Linked DNA regions of Mus musculus: region 1 is linked to region 2. A link is a contact called in public HiChIP or PLAC-seq data. All regions are on one chromosome and are shown on one strand. The core of a region is the stretch at or near the end of the contact, and the rest is flanking DNA. Distances in the headings are between cores, read along the strand shown. Region 1 overlaps Bbx (bobby sox HMG box containing). Region 2 has its middle 38 kb from the start of Mir6363.

Region 1 (2,979 bases), core at 227-2,726, 280 kb before region 2:
TTTATTTTTTCATTCTTCATTTCATTTGTTGAATCATAATGCTTAGAACTGTAAGTTAACACATTCTACTTTTAATAGATACATTAATATAAAGATCAATATACTGAAAACACCTAATGAACAGGAGTGTCTTTTTCATCTTAAAAAAAAAGTATGAATATATAAATGCTGACTTCCTACATTCAAAGCATTCAAGTACTTTACACAGGTCGTATCTTTTAATTTTGAAAATGATTCCAAAAGGTAATTAATATCGCCTTTGTTTACATATGAAGGAACCAGAATCGTAAGCTATTTAATCACCAATTACTAAGTTGTTTTGCATCATGAAATACTAGAAAATGATTTTCTACATATACCCACCCACATCTTCAAAGCTAAGAGTGTCATGCGTGACTTTCAAATGTGAGTTGTCTAAGACATAGTCATACTTCTAAAGCATGCTACCTCCCAGGTGGGTATGTAAAAGACAGACTTGACTTTCTGACAGTGTATCGGGAACCAGAACTATATCTAAAATACTGAAAATGAAGCTAAGCAAATGAGAAAAACAAGCAACTGTCAAGAACCGGAGAGACTGAGAACAGTAGAAGTGGCACTGGGCTTAGATAAAGGTCTCTCTCATGTAATTCCAGGTAGGAGACTCTTCCTGTCAGAACCTTGACTCAAAATGTGTGAAAGAATAAAGAATAAGATTCAAAAAATTAAAAACAAAACAAACAAAAATGTAGAAGAGACAAAGAGGAGAGGAATTCAGGTAAATTGTGTCTACTATTACTTTGGCTTTCAATAGAAGACTACCTTGTATACAAATAAATTATGAACACATATATTTAATGTCATGTTTTATTCGTTTCTTTAAAGTTAAGACTTATAGAGCTGAAAGTAAACCAACTGAAAGACATGTCACAGAAATCTAGAACTGATCAGACCTCAAAATTATGTCACCAGAAAAAACCCTAAAATATTTATACTTCATCCATCAGTGAACATGTACTTACATAGTAGATATTCAAGCTGGTACTGTTGTGTCAAGTAAGGAATGGAGCAATGACCAGCCCACATAGGACTAAGACAGCGCTCAGTAAGACTAGCTGAGCAGGTATGTTGTCAATGTCACCAAGACCACTGGTTCACTAAAGACACTCTACTGCAGAATAGTTAATATGGCCTGTGCCATCACCCAGTGTCTAAGATTCAAAGAGAACTAGTCATAGAAACTTCAACACAACCCTTCAAAAAAAGATGACAGTATTTAAGCTATTTCATTTTATTAGGGGAAAAAAATCAATTTCTAGTATTATTTCATGATATAAAGCAACTTAGTAATTGGTAATTAAAAAGCTTGAGATTTTTAAAGCAAAGATACACACATTGGCTAATCTTTCACCATGAGCATTATGAAGTATACCCAAAATACTCATTACTCACAAATCATAGTAAGTCAAGTAAGCAGAACAGCTATGTTACAAGATAACAGGAACTGGATGGGTAAGACATTACTCAGCAAATCAATATAACTCGTGTTCTTTCTAAAAATAAGCAGTAGTTGGGAGAAAAACAACCATGTATCACTTTTAGATACAATGACCATAATATCTTATATTAAAGTAAGATAGTTTGCTAGGCCCAAAATATTATGATTATATATCTTAATAACATGACCTTATTCAGTACTTTTTGAAAATTAACATATAGTTACTATAGGTTTGTATACAAATATAAGGTTTGGTTATTTAACTCGAAAGTCCCAGTTTTTCCATAAACTAAAATAGAAGTAAAAATTCACAGTTTTGGGGGCTGAAAAGATGGCTCAGGGGTTAAGAGTAAGAAACTGTTCTTCCAGAGGTCCTGAGTGAGTTCAAATCCCAGCAACCACGCAGGGGCTCACAAGCATCTGTCATGGAATCCGATGCCCTCTTCTGGTGTGTCTAAAGAGAGCAACAATGTACTCACACTTATAAAAATCAATAAATAAATCTTTAAAAAAAAATCCGTTTCTAGCCTAGTATGGTGGTGTATGACTTTAATCTCAGCCCTCAAGGGGCCGAGGCAAGTGGATCTCTCTGAGTTCTAGGCCACCCTGATCTACAGTGCTATAGTGAGACTTTGTCTTTTAAAAAGAAAATGATAAATTCTATGAGCTTTTATTACAAGTTTCTTAGAGAAAGTATCTCATGTAAAATAAGATTATACACCCCTAGAATGACATCACAAACTCACTGACTAATGACTTGTTTAATCATGTGACTGTTATCATAATCTCAAATTTGTGAATCTTACATAGACCAAAATAAACAAATTATTACCCTGTTCTGACAATTGGCTCAAGAAAAAAAGAAAAAAAATCCTTTTAATCACAGTAAAACCTCCTAAACTTGTAACAATGGTAAAATAAAGTGATAAATTATCAAACAGAAATAACTGGGAAACCAGTAATACTTTTGTGATCTGTGAAGTTAAAGAATGAAAACAGATGCGCAGCCATGTGCCAATTTGAACCTCAGCTATCAATCCGCTGAGAGCGGAAGAGCCTGCACACAGGGCTGGGGCAGGTTAGGTAGGTATCACAGCGTCGGGGAAACTGATCATTAGCTCGCAGGACCTAAATAAAAGCCGAGCGTCCAGGATTACCCTGACCTTCCTTCCATGGGTAATTTTTCTGCTGGAAACAATTAGCACCTGTGAGCTGCCTTCCACAAGCTGACTTCCTTCTACAGATCAGTATTACTCCCTGTCCACTTCGACCTAACCATGAGGCTTGGAAAGAGAACTGATAAGAAAACTCCACTGCAAAATCTGTTTGGAGCCCTGGGTTCTACAGCCATGTCACCCGGGGGAAGGAAAACCTTAGCAAAACTGTGGTTCTAACTAACACATCATCACTACCTACTGAGCAAGACCCAAACTTGAGAGACCTGGAGCCAGAGAACAAAATCTAACTCCCCTTGCTCACACCACATAGACAATGGTTTTCCT
Region 2 (2,979 bases), core at 85-2,584:
CACAAAGCTTACTTCCCATCCAAATGGGTCTTGGGACTGGAGAATGGCTTGTAGAAAGAAGTAAAATGGACCAGTTCCCACTCTGGCTCCTAAAGTTATTTTACTCTGCACACAAGCCAAGACAGAACTCGGTAGGCAGATGCTGAAATAGAATAACGGGAGGTACCTGAATCCGTGAGTTATCCCTTGTGTAAAAGAAATTCAAAATTAAAAAAAAAAAATCAAAATAGACTCATACTGCCAACTTAAAAAAAAAAAAAAAAAAAAAAAAAAAAAAAGCAAACAGAGCCCAGAGACTTTGAGGGAAGCTTCTTATGCAAGCTTGCCTGGTCAGCAGTACCCCAGAGGACACGAAAGACTCGCAGCCTACGCTGCACCATAACGCAGCCTCAAAAAGCCACCGCAGCTTTACATAAACAGTACTTGTACAAGGACATCTGTCCAGATTGTCTGTTCAGTCCTAGACCAAGGCCACTCTCACTCACCACTGTGGCCAAGGGTTAAGGGATCAGATGGAAAAGTCATCAGTGTAGCCTTTGAAAACTCCCCATTTGTTGGAGCTCCTTGAATATGCCATGGCTGTACCTATCCCAAACAAATACCTTTTTTTTCCCCTTTGAGAACAGCTCTCTGTTTTTGTTTTAAAATGAAAGAGAGCCCTATGATGATCATCTGTCATCAGCAGGTTTGACCAGAGCTCAATTTCTCTCTCCCTCTCTCCCTTCCTGTGTGCATGTGTATGCATGTGCATGGGTATCATGTGTATGTGTGTGTGCATGCACACATTTGTGTGTCCCTGGATACTTTCAATCCTTTTGTTTTAGTGACTGTTCATGAGCCAGGCTTAAGGAGTCAGTGTATAAAGTCAGCCTAATTCAGATTCTGAAAAAAAATAAACTATTTATTATCATCCTGGGTGAGAAGGGATAGAATCCGGTGTGTGGTTTCCTGTTAGCCTTTTAGGGACAAAAGCAGCCAGCCTGCTGCAGCAGCCATTACTCCTAGATAACTGACTCCCTTGCTGCTGGTTCATGAACCCTGTACCCCGCTCTTGCACTTGCTGCACACAGCTTAATGGAGAAATCCCTTTTCACAAGCCCAGATGATACACAGGAGAGAAGAAACTGGAGGGAAAGACTGTCTGCTTTCTCTTTCATCACGAGTGGCCAAGAAAACATCTAGGAAATAATAAATACGAATCAATAAAAGAGAAGCAGATAATCTCTCAGATTTTAGATGACTATAAAGGAGCTTGCCTACTGTTTAATAATATGCCTTATCATTTAAACAAAATAGGGGTAATATCTCTCCAGTGGCAGAGCTAGGCAGTGTGACAAAGAAGTAAGAACACTCCCTCTTGTGGTTCTTGGGAAAAAATAATCCCTGTTACGAGACCATACTGAGAAAACAAAATACCGATATAAGATAACATCCGTGGATGATTGCGCTGTACCGGGTTTCTCTCTCACCTGATTTCGGCAGTGCAGACAGGGACCCTCAGCGGAGTGTGAGCTTGTATTGTGACTTGTGGGAGGAACCAAGGAATGTCACATGAGTAAAGGACTCTCCAACCTGGGTTGCAAAAGACGGGTTCTTACTTTTTTGTTTTGTTTTTGTTTTTGTTTTTTCTTTTTTTGGTTCTTCCTGAAGAGGAAAAAGTATTTGTTCGCTAATTTCTTCTTCTATTCAGTTTCACTTGGCTCCTCCGAGTTGCCTCTTGTGGCTCATTGAGACAGTGTGAGTTCAGAGAGAATACATTCAGTGTTCCTTAACACTGTCCTCTCCGAGTCGCTGCGTGCCTTGCCATTTTCTCCTGCCTGTCTGGGAGGTCACTTTGCAGCGTTGTTTGTCTCAGAGGGTGGGTGGCTGCAAGAGCTAGAAATAGGTATCTACTCATTTCTTAGGAGGGGGAATAGAATGACGCCACACCCAGAAGACACTACTTAGCCAGGTCAGCGGTGGCTCCGTGGGCCACTGTGGTCTCATTTCTGATGACTGATAGACCTTGCCTTTTTGCTTCTAATGCTTCACTTTAGAAATGTGATTTCCCCTCACCCCCAGCCCCATACTGAGGGTTGACATCGGTGTGGGAATCAGTATATCTCTAAAATCTGTTTTTCTCTCTCTGGTTTTCTAGTTAGAATGTAATGTTGTTCTGTTTTGACCAGGAAAGCCCTGGTGTATGCTGACATCTTACGATCTGTTTGGTTTAAAATCTGTTGCCTTTACCTTGTGTGAGTGGAGATTTTAATAATTTTAATCTCACCATCCATAAAATACAGCATTATGAACATTGGAGGTAATTTACTGAAAATATTTAAATATTTTGTCTAAAACACCACATTCTTAAAAGGAAATACCTGTGACGTGTTATTGGACACAAAGAGACTGATTCAAGTGCATGGAGATGAATCAAAACAACCACTTTATCTTTATGGAATAATGTTCAAGTAATAAATACTAATGGCAAGGAATTATTTTTTTCTTGCTTAATGGTGTTTTGTTTTTAACAAGCACTTTAGTTTCGAAACAATTTTACTATGGTTATTTTATCTGGATTTAAACAATTCCAGCTCTGGTTAATAAATTCATAGTTTAAATACATGCAACTCATGATTTTTAAGTATGCCTTGCATTTTCTACATTATCTGGGATTTACACTAACTAGTCCACAGTATGATTGGCCTTACTGAATCTCTGGGTCTCTATTTTGACAGAGCCTTAGCCATCATCATCACCTGACTTCAAGGGCCCAGGAAGCTCTGTATCAGAACCTCCTGCACTGTCAGGCTCTCCAAGTGCACCAGAGGGATGGCGTGAAGAAGCAAATGTCCTTAACCGCTGAGCCATCTCTCCAGCCTCCTGCTCTTTGAATTTTAAGGAAGTACTGAATATGCTAGCTGAAAAAAATAATGTCTGGCCACCACGTATTTCTATCAACGTCCACTATTTGCTGCTCTCGTGGAAGACAGCAGTTTG

Evidence for each region. HiChIP or PLAC-seq counts read pairs in DNA pulled down with a chosen protein or histone mark.
Region 1: an H3K4me3 HiChIP or PLAC-seq map of bone marrow-derived macrophages shows a contact between it and region 2, with 6 times the contacts expected there. The contact joins two enhancer-like sites. A contact is called at or near these places in 1 of 39 promoter capture datasets (the 3T3-L1 cell line), 7 of 484 Hi-C or Micro-C datasets (bone marrow-derived macrophages, cortical neurons, cumulus cells and 3 more), 5 of 115 datasets of contacts at active chromatin or transcription factors (CD8 T cells, bone marrow-derived macrophages, embryonic forebrain and 2 more) and 1 of 9 other capture datasets (embryonic stem cells).

What each region holds. Positions count from the first base shown.
Region 1 is chr16:50,408,100-50,411,078 of GRCm38.p6, forward strand. The region is part of intron 2 of Bbx (bobby sox HMG box containing); the gene reads right to left. Among named protein-coding and RNA genes, the nearest start is that of Bbx, 23 kb to the right of the region's middle. Within about 2 kb of position 1,477, at least 5 of the 459 cell types and tissues checked have an H3K27ac peak or open chromatin away from gene starts, as enhancers often do. A contact at or near this core is called in bone marrow-derived macrophages, where this site is marked.
Region 2 is chr16:50,687,942-50,690,920 of GRCm38.p6, forward strand. No RefSeq gene overlaps it. Among named protein-coding and RNA genes, the nearest start is that of Mir6363, 38 kb to the right of the region's middle. Within about 2 kb of position 1,335, at least 38 of the 459 cell types and tissues checked have an H3K27ac peak or open chromatin away from gene starts, as enhancers often do. A contact at or near this core is called in bone marrow-derived macrophages, where this site is marked.